2 separate regions of the Pan troglodytes genome follow, and region 1 is linked to region 2. Evidence: chromatin contacts called from public capture Hi-C data. All regions are on one chromosome and are shown on one strand. Each heading gives the region's core, a stretch centred on a gene start, on an enhancer-like site or on the middle of the called end of the contact. The rest is flanking DNA. Distances are from core to core; before and after follow the strand shown.

Evidence for each region. Capture Hi-C pulls out chosen DNA fragments and counts their contacts.
Region 1: a capture Hi-C map of stem cell-derived neural stem cells shows a contact between it and region 2, with 2.8 times the contacts expected there. The contact joins two enhancer-like sites. A contact is called at or near these places in 4 of 7 Hi-C or Micro-C datasets (blood, induced pluripotent stem cells and stem cell-derived neural progenitor cells) and 1 of 1 other capture datasets (stem cell-derived neural stem cells).

The regions. Positions count from the first base shown.
Region 1 is chr19:29,652,954-29,659,639 of NHGRI_mPanTro3-v2.0_pri, forward strand. All of the region lies in intron 1 of ARHGAP23 (Rho GTPase activating protein 23), which reads right to left. Among named protein-coding and RNA genes, the nearest start is that of ARHGAP23, 18 kb to the right of the region's middle. Within about 2 kb of position 5,273, at least 6 of the 24 cell types and tissues checked have an H3K27ac peak or open chromatin away from gene starts, as enhancers often do. A contact at or near this core is called in stem cell-derived neural stem cells, where this site is marked.
Region 2 is chr19:29,599,107-29,606,138 of NHGRI_mPanTro3-v2.0_pri, forward strand. ARHGAP23 (Rho GTPase activating protein 23) reads right to left here. Exons shown (of 24, transcript XM_054671613.2): 18 at 3,415-3,488; 19 at 3,040-3,129; 20 at 2,063-2,188. Among named protein-coding and RNA genes, the nearest start is that of ARHGAP23, 72 kb to the right of the region's middle. Within about 2 kb of position 1,400, at least 2 of the 24 cell types and tissues checked have an H3K27ac peak or open chromatin away from gene starts, as enhancers often do. A contact at or near this core is called in stem cell-derived neural stem cells, where this site is marked.

The DNA of each region.
Region 1 (6,686 bases), core at 4,023-6,522, 58 kb after region 2:
ATCGCGCCACCGCACTCCAGCCTGGGTGACAGAGCAAGACTTGGTCTCAAAAAAAAAAAAAAGTTCCTAAGCAGGATTCAGAGGAAGCTGGTTTGAATCCTGACTCAGGCCCACTTCCTAGCTGTATGTCACTGGACAAATTACTAACCTCCCTAAGCTTCTGTTTCCACAGTTATTAAATAGAGATAATCCATCGCCCATGGGATTGTTGTGCAGATTAAAGAGACGGTGTGTGTAAAGTGCTCAGCACAGCAGTGTCTGGCCCTGAGGCCCGCAATACAAGTTTGCTATAACCAATACTCCCATTGTTATTATTATTGGTGGGCAATACAGTGTCAAGTGCTATGGGAACACTCAATTCATCAGTCAGCAGCGTTCACTCAACAGGGCCTGGCCTAGAAGCTGGATATAGAGCAGTGAACAAGACAAAGTCCCTACCCTCACGGGGCACAAGGTCTAGCGCACAGAGGAGGAAGTCGCCATATATTTGAGTGGTGGAGGGAGGCTTTACGGAAGATATTTGAACTGGGCATTGAAAGAGGAATAGGAGTTGGAGAAATGGAAAAGGCAGAGAAGGCCCTTCTAGACAAGGGAAAGAGACGGTACAGCAAGTTTCTGGAAAGGGGAAGAGGGTGACATACTCCCACTCTTTTTTTTTTTTTTTAGACAGAGTCTCACTCTTGTCACCCAGGCTGGAGTGCTATGGTGCGATCTCGGCTCACTGCAACCTCTGCCTCCCGGGTTCAAGTGATTCTCCTGCCTCAGCCTCCCAAGTAGCTGGGATTTACAGGTGCCCGCCACTACACCCAGCTAATTTTTGTATTTTTATGTATGTATGTATCTATTTATTTATTTTGAGATGGAGTTTCGCTCTATTTGCCCAGGCTGGAGTGCAAAGGTGCAATCTAGGCTCACCACAACCTCTGCCTCCCAGGTTCAAGCGATTCTCCTGCCTCAGCCTTCCTGAGTAGCTGGGATTACAGGTATGTGCCACCACTCCCAGCTAATTTTGTATTTTTAGTAGAGACGGGGTTTCTCCATGTTGGTCAGGCTGGTCTCAAACTCCCGACCTCAGATGATCCGCCCACCTCAGCCTCCCAAAGTGCTGGGATTACAGGTGTGAGCCACCACGCCCAGCCAACATACTCCACTCTTATCCTACCCTTCCAACTGTACCTCCAGTTTCAGCTCCCATCTCCTTTCACCTGGTCTGCTGCCTCCACTGCCCGAGACCCTTGTGTGGCTCCAAAGTAGCTATGGGAGCAAGTTCCTCAGTATGGCATGAGGGATACGACCTGATGGGGGAGGGAAGGGGCGGGATCTGGTCTCATTGGCCTTGCCAACCTGACCTCCTCCCTCTATTCTGGGCCTTGTATTCATCAATCCCTTAAGAGGCCAAGCTGGTTCATGCCTCCTTGCCTGTGCTAATGCTTGGTCCCTCTGCCTGGCACACCCTTCTCTCCCTTCTCCTCCATCCCTTTCTTGCCCCAGCAAACATCTTTCTTTTTTTTTTTTTTTTTTTTTTTTTGAGACGGAGTCTCACTCTGTCACCAGGCTGGAGTGTGCAGTGGCATGATCTTGGCTCACTGCAACTTCCACCTCCCGGGTTCAAGTGATTCTCCTGCCTCAGCCCCCCAAGTAGCTGGGACTAAAGGCGCACGCCACCACGCCCAGCTAATTTTTGTATTTTTAGTAGAGATGGGGTTTCACCATGTTGGCCAGGACGGTCTCGATCTCTTGCCCTCGTGATTTGCCCACCTTGGCCCCCAAAAGTGCTGGGATGACAGGCGTGAACCACCGTGCCTGGCCCTAGCAAACATCTTTCAAGCTTTGGCAAGCCTCATCTCCCCACAGTGAAGCCTTCTTCCCCTGAGAGCTGGAGCATCTTTGGAGGAGGCAGGGGCTCAGCCATGTTTATTGACAGAACCCTGGGGTCCCCCACGCCACTCACGAGCAAATCCAGACTCCACACTGAATCACAGAAGACACAGAGAAGCAGAACTTAATCTACATCTCTCTGCACCCACCACCCATTACATCTGCCCTCCCCACCCCTTCGTTATGCCAACCTTTGCTTGGATTTCAGGGCTCAGCTGTGGAAAAGAGGGTCTACCTTCCCTGGGTGAGGGGTGTCCTGCCAGGCTCTTTGTTGTCAGAGAATACAGCAGTCACCACAATGACAGACCTAGGATTCTGAAAGACCCAGCTTTAATATTTTTTTGGGGGGTAGGGGTGGGTAGGGTCTTGCTCTGTTGTCCAGGCTGGAGTGCAGCAGTGCAATCATAGCTCACTGTAGCCTCAAACTCCTGAGTTCAAGCAATATTCCCAGCTCAGCCTCCCGAGTAGCTGGGACTACAGGTGTGCACCACCACACCTGGCTAATTTTTTAGAGACAGGGTCTTGCTATGTTGCCCATGTTGGTCTCAAATTGATCTTTGGTTCATGCCTGTAATCCCAATACTTTGGGAGACCAAGGCAGGAGGATCACTTGAGCTCAGGAGTTCAAGACCAGCCTAGGCAATATAGGGAGACCCCCATCGCTACAAAAAAATTAGCCAAGTATGGTGGTGTGTGCCTGATTGTGCCACTGCACTCCAGCCTGGGTGACAGAGCAAAACCCTCTCTCAAAAAAAAAAAAAAAAAAAAAAAAATCCTGGCGTCAAGCAATCCTCCTGTCGAAGCTTCCCAAGTCTCTGGGATTACAGATGTGAGCCACCATGCCTGGCCCAGCTTGAAATTTGATGCTTGGTGACCTTGAGTGAAGTTATTTGCCCACTCCAGGTCTCAGTTGTTGCATCTGTAATTATACACCCCCTTTATGACGGCACTTGAAAATCGATCAAAAAGGATTTCACTATAGAATCCTCAGGTTAATGATAGATTTGGAAACAGGAGATGAGAGAAAGGAGATTAATCATATCACCAACTGGTTTTTAACCAATCCCTATGGCAATTCTACCCAGCTTCCGGCTTTCAGTTTTAAACTCCTGTTATCGCCTTTGTGACCACACTCACTTTCCAACGATTACCATGGTGAAGACATTGGCTTGTGTAGGCTGCAGGTCCATCACCCCAGTCAGACTGGGCCATTTTTACATTAATATTTTTGGCAGGGGGCCCCTGAGGGGTGTTCTGGACTGATCGATGGGCTGGATGCAAATCTTAGAACTCATGGTTCTACAATCTTTGTGGAGACTTTTTGTCTGGCTTTTGGGCGGTAGGAAAAGCAGACAAGGAGGCCCTTGAGAGCAGGGTTGTTTCTCATTCATCCAGGTCCCAAGAGAGAGCCTGGAACGCAGAGCACGAGCAACCAGCGATCACCACTGACAGTGGGTTCGATTCGGCTCCGGCCCACTGGCGGACTTTCCCAAGCCCTGGGCCTCCCATGCTGGGATCAGGGCCTTCTCCTGCCCCCGGCTGAAATTACGGAGAGGGCAGGAGGGGCACTCTCCTCAGCATTTTTTTTGGGGGGGTAGGGGTAGCTGAGGGGAATATCCTCAGCATCCCCAGACCACGTCCCGTCTCTCAGATAAGGCTTTCCCTAGCACTGGGGGTACCTAGGCCTCTGGGCCACTGGAGAAGAAAAAGCTCCCAGTGGGGAAGGAAGAGGGGCTGTTTCTCCCTCATGTTGGCAACCCCAGCCTGGTTGTGTGGTCCCCATTTTCTGCCTCCTACCCTCTCCTCTTGCAAACATCCCCCCGACCATCTCCTGGGCTCTGGACCCAACCTCAGCTGTCCCCCTCGCCTTCCTTGAAACGTCTAGGTGCTGTGTGGGAGGGGCACAGCGCCAAGGCTTCATTAGAGCTAATGAAGCTCAGCTCTGCGATGCCAGTGCACAATAACAGTGCGCAGACAGCCTCCATTGCAGCCTGGGGCCTCCGCCCCCTCCTCCACCTCTCTTGGGGAGGAGCCCAGGGCCACACCTCCAGAAGAGGAAAGGGAGATTTATAAGAATCTTCCCAGGCCAGGCACGGTGGCTCACGCCTGTAATCCCAACACTTTGGAAGGCTGAGGCGGGCGGATCACCTGAGGTCAGGAGTTTGAGACCAGCCTGACCAACATGGTGAACGCCCATCTCTACTAAAAATACAAAAAAATTAGCCGGGCATGGTAGAGGGCGCCTGTAATCCCAACTACCCGGGAGGCAGAGGCAGGAGAATCTCTTGAACCCGGGAGAGGTTGCAGTGAGCCGAGATCGCGCCATTGCACTCCAGCCTGGGTGACAAAGCGAGACTCTGTCTCGAAAACAACAACAACAAAAAATTTTCCCCAGTACAGAGACTGCCATGAGGCCAAGGAGAGATCGGGTTCCAGGGCAAGAAGTACAAACAGCATCAGATTCGGGGGCAAGGTTCTCCCTTGGGCTGCCAAAGGCTCCCCTGTGCATTGCTCAGTCCAAAAGCCTGGGGTGCCCCTTTCTACTTGGACCTTGGGAACTCACCAGCAGGAACCACTCCTTCCTCTCCCTCTTTTCATGGAATCACCGCAGGTCAGAGCTGAAGGGACTCTGGGCACTTCTCTACAACCCTCTTATGACAACTGAACAACCTGAGGCCCCTTCCTCCTCCCACTTGGCATCCATCCTCTCAAGCAATCCTCCTGTCTCAGCCTCCCGAGTAGCTGAGACTACAGGTGTGAGCCACCATAGTCCCTACAGTTCCAACCACACAGGGCTGGCTTCCTTCCACTCTTGCTGGTCCCTTCCTCTCTGCTCTATCCCCTCGGCCTGTCCCTTCTCTAGGCCTCAGTTTCCCCATGAGGCAAATGGAGAGACAGGGAAGGAGGGTGGCCTCTGATATTCCTCCAGCTGAAGCAAAGGAAGATGTCCCCTCTCTGGGTAGCTTTCCTCCTCCTTCCGTCCCTTTTCAGGAACAATACAGAGTTCCTCCACCTTGAGCATAAGGGAGACTCTGTGGGGGAGGTGGGGGTGTCCCCTCCAGCCTCTCCTTCCAGCCTTCGGGGGCTCTCAGGAGCAGGAAAAGCTCTGGATTGCCCAGGTCCCCACCTCTCCCTCCTCCCAAGAGCTCTGAGTCTGGCGTCCACACCCGATTCTTTCCAAGCTCTCACACTTTTGGGGAAATTAAAAAGGAAGAAACAGCTGTTGATACAGGAGCACAGAGCCAGACAGAAGTCAGACAGGAGACAGAAACACTCTCGGGCCAGAATGAACTTGGCCCCTGCCTAGGTGCACCCCCACTTGGGGCTAAGGCCCCTTGCGTGGTTATCCTCCCACATGGCTCCCACGCGGTCTCCCAGCCCACCACATTCCTCCGGCCCACACACCTCCGACCAACCTCCACACCCCAAGAGGCCAAGGCCGGGTCTGTTTCTATCCCTCAGGCCTCGGCCCGTGGGTCTCAGTCATCCCCATGCCCCGCCCCATGCTGTCTCTCCTCCCAGGGATTCAGGCCGAGCTTTGAAAGGGTCACTTCAAAGAGGACCTGCCTTCCGAGGGCCTAGCCAGACCCAGGGCCAGCTCCTCGGCCAGATTCCCAGCGGTTGGGGACAAAGGCCCCACTGTTCCCCGACCCCCGGACGCCCCCAAATGCACTGGGCATAAGAAGTCTTTCTTTCCCCAGTTCCGCTCCTTACGGGCCCGGGCTCCTTGCCACTGGGAGTAGCCCTGGCTCCTCCTCCAGGAGAAGCTGGGGGGTTGGCGGGACAGGGAATTACTAGTTTCCCCACTGCCACCACCATACACCCAAACCCCTTGGGCACCCAGGATAATGACAAAATCCAGCCAGGCGCGGTGGCTCACGCTTGTAATCCCAGCACTTCGGGAGGCCAAGGCAAGTGGATCACCTGAGGTCAGGAGTTCGAGACCAGCCTGGCCAACATGCCAGCCAACATGCCGAAACCTTGTCTCTAAAAAAATAAAACAAATTAGCCAGGTGTAGTGGCACACCTGTAATCCCAGCAGCCCAGGAGACTGAGGCACGAGGATGATGACGCAACCCCGGGGCCAACCTCAGGACCAGTGGCCCAGGCTCCTCTCTGTCCCTCGGCCACCAAGCCCTTCCTGGGCCTAGAATACAATCCCACATTTTCCCACCTATCAGAACCATACCCACCCTTGCAGGCCTCCTCCAGGCAGCCTCTCAGGACTACCTATCCTCTGGGGAGCCTCACAGTCCAAACCATAGCAGCCAACCCCTGATGTTCCCAGAGGCTGGGGACATCTCTGCCTGCTCTCCTCAATGCCCCACAGTAGGAAGTAGGATTCACCTGCTCCTCTAATTTCCTATCATATAGTGCTGATCCCAAGGCAGGGCCCTTAAAGTTTCCTGTGCCAAGCCTTTGCTGAATTCTCTCTAGTGCACATCATTCTCCAGCCTGTGCTTGCCCAGACCTCATTGCACCTCCAGTGATGGGGGCCTCATTACCTCCAGAGGCAGGTCACTTTCTCTTTAGATTACTCTGACCATAAAGGTCAGTACTTTTTACTGAGGCAAAAGTGCATTGTTCTCATTTCTATCCATTGATTTTTTTTAATAATAGTTGCTACCAATAATTGAGATTACTAAATCTCAGCCACTTTACCAATACTACCTCATTCAGCCCTCTCTGTAATTTTGAGGGATTATTTCAGGGATAAGAAAACCAGCCAGGTGTGGTGGCTCACACCTGTAACCCCCGCACTTTGGGAGGCCAAAGTGGGAGGATCGCTTGAGTCCAGGAATTTTGAG
Region 2 (7,032 bases), core at 150-2,649:
AGGGCTGGTTACGTTCAGATGCCAAGGAGGCAGAGAAGGGAAGGACACTAGCTCAGTTAGCTCTCGGGAATGAACCTCTGAGTAGAAAAGCCCAGCCTGGCTGGGCGTGATGGCTCACACCTGTAATCTCAGCACTTTGGAAGGCCGAGATGGGAGGATCGCTTGAGTCCAGGAGTTCAAGACTAGCCCTGGCAACATAGTAAGACCTCATCTCTACCAAAGAATACAAAAATTAGCCAGGTGGTGTGGTGGTGGCATCTCTAGTCCCAGCTACTCAGGAGGCTGAGATGGCAGGATCGCCTGAGCCTGGAAGTGGGCCGTATCTGCCCACTGCACTCCAGTGTGGGCGACAGACTGAGACTCTATCAAAAAAAAAACAAAAAAACAAAAAAAAGCGAAAAGAAAGAGAGAGAGAGAAAGAGAAAGAAAAGCCCAGCCTGACGTAACCTCAATTAGCAATTTACTCAGTCATTTATACTCCACAAACACTGAGTAGCCACTGTGTGCCAGTAGTGTCAGTGCTAAATGAGACAAACTCCACCTTCTCCACCCTGCCCAGAGCAGGGACTCCCCCTTGGGGCTTTGGCCTCCTTCCTCCCTGAAGGCTGCAGTTCCTGACACCTCAGCTGACCTCAGACCTTGGGCTTCCAGGGACTTCTCCAGGAGCACAGGGCCAGACACCCATTCTTCCCTGCTGCTGCCCCCAAAACACACCCTCACGGGAGGTTCCGGGGCTCCCTGGTGCCCTGGAGAGCTAAGCTTTCCCAAGGCCTCATCAGGATCCCCAACGCTGCAGGGCAGCCCTGGCCTCCCAGACAGCTCTGGAGTGGTGTTCCCAGTGTCCGGATGCAGCAGGCTGTGATCCTCCCTCCTGTGGCTCGGAGCCCTGAGCATGCAGTGAAGGAGGGAGATGGGCAAGCAAGGCTGTTAACATGGCTCAGCTGCTCACCACCTCGCCTCCTTACCCTGGCCCCCTCCCTCCGTCCCAAGCCAGCTCAAGGAGGGACCTAGGAGTCTGGCCTTTGGGTTGATAGCAGGAGGAAAGCACAGGCTTTGGTTAGTCAGATCTGGCTTGAAATCTTGGGCTGCCACTTATTAGCTGTGTGACCATGAGCAAGTTGCTTTGCCTCTCTGAGCCTGTTTCCTCCTCTGTAAAATGGGGGTGATAGGGCCCAGCTTTCCTTCCCTAAAGTGTCTAGGGGGCTTGGGACTGAGGCTTCTCTTCCTCTGACCAGCTGCCAGTCTTATTTCCCCTGGCAGGAGGGGCTCTGTTCTCATCCTTTGTGGGCTGTAACAAGAATTGGAAATGGAAAATCTATGATTCATAATGACATCCGTGTGCACACCAGAAGGCGGCAGTGCTGCCTTAGGGTTGGGCTCTGGAAAACCAAGGCCTCCTACGCCCTCTGCTGGCCACTCTGGGTTCTCCTCCGCCCATGCACAGTAACAAGAACCTACAGGACCAGGGCTGTTGGCATCCAGGAAGCCATGAGAAGGGAGGTGGCCAGCCCAGTACATGCCAAGCACTGGTGCAGGATCCTGCCTCAGGCCAAGGCCCTGTGCCCTGTCCCATCCACCCCTTGTTACCAGGAACATCACCACTATCTCCCCAAAACCTCAGTGGGGCCAGCAGGGAAAGTCACTAGAGCCGGGGCCTCCTGATATCAGGCCAGACCTTGGCCCCCGTCTGCTCGTGTCTGCCAGGACACCTCTCCAGGGGCCAACTTCTGCAGCTGCCCCTTCCGCCCTCCACCAGTAGCACCTTCCCTGCCCTTCCTCCTCTTCTACCTTTCCCAGGCATCTCGGATGCTCGGGGGCCTCTTGACTCTCCTGCTGGGGACACAACATCCCAGGGCAGCAGGGATTCCAGGATCCATTCCTGCCTTGCCTTGAAATGCAGCCCATGGCTTTGGAGGAGTATATACCACCCTAGCAGCATGCTCTAAAGCTGCCGAGCCCTTCCTGGGGCACACTCCGCCAGGCGGAGCAAGAGCGAGGGGCTCAGAGGAACATGGCCTGGGCCCCAGGGGCTGCCGGGCGCCCCCCTGGAACAGGGGCTTACGTGCTGGATCAGTGTCTCCACGATCTTGTAGCGGTCAGGCATGTGGGTCACCATGTCTGTCATGTTGTCCTCTGACGTCCTCACCAGTGTCGGCCCAAAGACCAGGGCCAGGTTCCGGGGTTCCATCTGGGCAGCAGGGAAAGCAGGTCACTGTCAACATCCTGAACTCGGTCCTCCCTCACTCTGGCACCTGAGGCCTCTGTCCCCAACTACATCCTCACCAGTCCCCAGCTTAGAGGGTGGACACCCCCTTGTATGGGCATGGAGATGCTTGATGAGTAGAGCACAGACAAGATTTCAGCCCCTTTCATCCCCAGGCCCAGCAGCCATGAGCAGTGCCCAACCTGCACACCTATACAAGGCAGCCCTGAGTGGTCAGTGCCAGCAGTGGGAGACCCTGCAGTAGGAAACATGTTGGAGGTCCCAGGGGTTATTTTAGGCCTGGGAAAAAAATCCGATCACTTCCAGGTGCCTGTAATCTCAGCTACTCGGGAGGCTGAGGCAGGAGCATCGCTTGAACCCGGGAGGCGAAGGTTGCAGTGAGCCGAGATCGTGCCAAGTCACTGCAGCCTGAGCGGCAGAGTGAGACTTCGTCTCAAAACAAACAAACAAACAAACAAAACACAAAAAATCACTCCCCTCATTTTCCCCACTGCAGAACCAGAAGGCATAAGGGGTTTGATGAGGAAAATGCAATGCGAGGGACTTGAGCTAAGTCGGAGGATGGCAATGCATCAGATACGGGGCGCCGGGGTTCCCTGCCTCTGGAAAGCCCTCAGAAACTCAGGAGATGGCTCTCTGGGGGAAAGCACTGACCAGCATGTAGGAGCGGGGTGGGGACGGAGCAGTCATAGGAGGAGGGCGTGCCTAGAGGGGCCTGAGTTACTGGACCTGCTGGAGCTCAGTGCGTGCTGAGGGCCCCCACACAGTAAGTCCGTGCTTGCCTCCCCCAGACTCCATGCGGGACTCCTCCCCACCTTGTTTTTCTCAGAGTGGTCAGCGATGGTCTTGAGATGGCCCACAAGGAATTTGAGCGTTTCATAGTAGTGTCCTGGGAGATCCCGGATCTGAGCAGGAGAGAGGAGGGGCATGGGGACAGGCTGTGAGGGCCTGCCCCTGTCCCCCGTCACCACCATGCCCCAAAGATCTCCCACTACCATGCCTCAGGGAGTCTGGAACCTATCCTCTAACCCCCGTTCTCTTGTATGGATGGGGAAACTGAGGCCCTGAGTGGAGCGGGGCTTCTCCAAGGCCACAGGGGTCGTGGGCAGCACCCGACTCCCTGCCTCCTGGGACAGAGGTGCTCAGGCAGCTGCCCCACCTCGTGCCTGACAGCACCTCTCTCTCCTTACCAGCTTCCGCAGCGTCCTCATTCGCTCCCGCGCGTCCTCAATGCGGTTGGCCTCGATGAAGTCGTTGTATTTGTCTAGAACACAGCGGAGACTCTTTAGAGAGGTGGGGGCAGCGCCTTCCCCTGTTCTCCCGGCCGAGGGCCCTGCTGGGAGGGCTGTGTTTTGAACTCCTCCAGTTCGGGGGCTCCAGCGTGGGCGACAGCCTCTTGTGTATGTGAACACACCCACCACAGCTGCACTCACCACAGCTGCACTCACCACAGCTACACTCGGGTGTGCACCTGACCTGGGGTAGCCCAGCTGTGTTCATTTGGGAGGCAATACCATCTGAGCTGCATGCTGATCCCAGAAAAGGGGTCCCTGCCCCCGTCTCCAGGACATGGACACCAAGGTTCAGCAGGTCAGAAGAGAAGGGCACCTGGAGAGGAGGAGGGGCTTCAGACAGCCTCCACCAAGGATTACCCCAACTCCCTTCAGAATAAGTCCATGGGGACCTTTAAAAAATGGAACATGATAAGCCTATTCTGAAATTCATCTGGATGAGCTAACGCACAAAGACAGCCAGGAATAGTTTTTAAAGAAAGAGTGTAACGCGGGAGGATCTGCCCTACCAGGGACTGAAACATCCCGAATGGATGGCACAACTGAAGCCGGCTGGCACGGCAGAAAAGGCAGAGCAATGTTAAGGCTAGAAAGGGGGGAAGCGGGCCATATGGATATTTATTATATGATAAAGGCAGCACTTCCAATCAGGGGGAAGGATGGGGGCCTCAACAGATGTCCCTGGGACAAATGGCTACCATCGGGGGCGGGGGGATCATTTCTAGCTCACAATACACAAATGCAATCACACGGCAGAGCCAATTGTGAAAATTATAAAAGCACTGGGGAAAAAGTAAGAAAATATTTTTATAATCCTAAGGCCATCCTAAACATGAGATGCAGAATCCATGAAGAAAAGATGAACAGCTTTGGTCACATTTTAAACAATTGTTTTCGGCCAGGCACGGTGGCTCACGTCTGTAATCCCAGCACTTTGGAAGGCTGAGGTGCATCAGCTGATCACTTGAGGTCAGGAGTTCAAGACCAGCCTGGCCAATGTGGCAAAACCTCATCTTTACTAAAAATATAAAAATTAACTGGGCATGGTGGTAGGCGCCTGTAATCCCAGCTACTTGGGAGGCTGAGACAGGAGAATGGCTTGAACCCGGGAGGCGGAGGTTGCAGTGAGCCGAGATCGTAACACTGCACTCCAGCCTGGATGACAGGGTGAGACTCGGTCTCAAAAAAATAAATAAAATTAAATAAAAATAAAATTAAAAATTGTTAGGCAGGGCGCGGTGGCTCACGCCTGTAATCCCAGCACTTTGGGAGGCCAAGGAGGGTGAATCACCTGAGGTCAGGAGTTCAAGACCAGCCTGGCCAACGTGGTGAAACCCCGTCTCTACCAAAAATACAAAAATTAGCTGGGCATGATGGTGGGCACCTGTAATCCCAGCTGTTAGGGAGACTGAAGCAGGAGAATCACTTGAACCCAGGAGGCAGAGGTTGCAGTGAGCCAAGATCACACCATTGCACTCCAGCCTGGGCGACAAGAGTGAAACTCTGTCTCAAAAAACAAAACAAAACAACAACAAAAAATTTGTTTTCAGTTTCTACACTGCAAAGTGAAAGGCAAATGGCAGGCCAAAGCAAATATTTGCAAAAACTAACAAAGGGTTAATAGCTGTAAAACACAAAGAGCTTTTCTCCCACAAATCAACATAAGAAAAAGATAAACAACCCAACAGAAAAATGGGCACATGGTCTGATCAAGCAATTACAGAGAAAATAGAAACAGCCAATATGCTAATGAGAAAAGATTTAATCTCCCTAGTAATGAGGGCAATGAAAATAAAAACAATAATGAGATACCATTTCCCTTATCTGATTAGCAAAAGTTTAAAATGTTAATAATATTTAATGCTGTCTGGGTGAAGTGGCTCAAGCCTAAAATCCCAGCACTTTGAAAGGCCGAGGCACGATGATCACTTTAGACCAGGAGTTGAAGACCAGTCTGAGCAATGTAGTGAGACCCTGCCTCTACCAAAAAAAAATTTTTTTTAATTAGCTGGGTGTGGTGGCACAAACCTGTAGTCCCAGCTACTCAGGAGGCTGAGATGGGAGGATCACTTGAGCCCAGGAGGTTGAGGCTGCAGTGAGCCATGATTGCGCCACTGCATTCCAGTCTGGGCAACAGAGCAAGATCCTGTGTCAAATAATAGTATTTTTATTTTTATTTTATTGTATTATTTATTTATTTATTTATTTTGAGATGGAGTCTTGCTCTGTCACCCAGGCTGAAGTGCAGTGGTGCGATCTCGGCTCACTGCAACCTCTGCCTCCTGGGATCAAGCAATTCTCTTGTCTCAGCCTCCCTAGCAGCTGGGACTACAGGCACCCGCCACCACATCCAGCTAATTTTTGTATTTTTAGTAGAGATGGGGTTTCACCACAGTCAGGCTGGTCTTGAACTCCTGACCTCAGGTGATCCACCCGCCTCAGCCTTCCAAAGTGCTGGGATCACAGGCATAAGCCACCATGCCTGGCCTTCAAATAACAATAATAGTTATAATATCCAATGCTGTTGGGGATGTGGAGAGACAGACTCCTACATTTTAGTGGGAGTCTAAACCAGGGCCTCTTTCTCAGAGTGCAATTGACACTGGTCTCAGAAAGGTTCACCGGGACTTTGACCCAGCAATTCTACATCTAAGAATCTCCTTAGAGAGCACAGATCCAGGCGTGCAAGGACTTATTCAAGGAAAGCCATTGCAACAGGTTGTGTAATAGCAAACATTTGAAGACAACCTAAATATCCATCAATAGAGGAGTACTTAAAGAAATTGTAGTCTATTCAAACCATGAAATTCTATGTGGCTGATTTAAAAGAAGAATGAGGTAGAGCTCTCTGCACTGACACGAATGAATCTCAGAATTACAACTCTGCTTTTGTTAAAAACAACTCAACCAGCGGTGTGCTGGAGCCCGCTCACACCAGCTCCTGAGAGCGACTGTGTGCCTCTCTTCCCAATTCCATGTTGGTGACATCATGTTGGTGGCTTGAAATAAACCATGGTAGGAGTATTTACGCCATGGAAGCTGGAAAACGCTAGGCATTAGGGCTTTTTTCCCCCAGAGACAGATGTTAAACATCTGCCAGCACACCCCTGAACCCACCCAAATCCAAACCCCATGCAGGCACGTGTGTATCTCTGCCATGCATATAAGAGGGCCAGGAGAGAAACACAACAGATTGTGAATAAGCAGTTCAGCAAATGGCCAAAGCCCGTCGGTGCCCGACGCCTGGGGTGGAATCCTGGCTCTGCCATTTACAACCTGTGCGACCTTGGGCAAGGCATTAAACCTCTCTGAGCCTTGGTTTCCTAATCTGCAGAGGGAAGACAATAGCACCTTCCTCATGGAGTTGCTGTAGGGAGTTGTGCTTGGCACACACTAATGCTCAGAAAGTGTTAGCCACAACCTCCCGTGAAAGGGAGCAGGACATTCACAGGGTCCTGTGCAGTTTTCTTCATTCACATCTGTACAATCTATGTTTTTTCAATAAGCTTTTGTGTT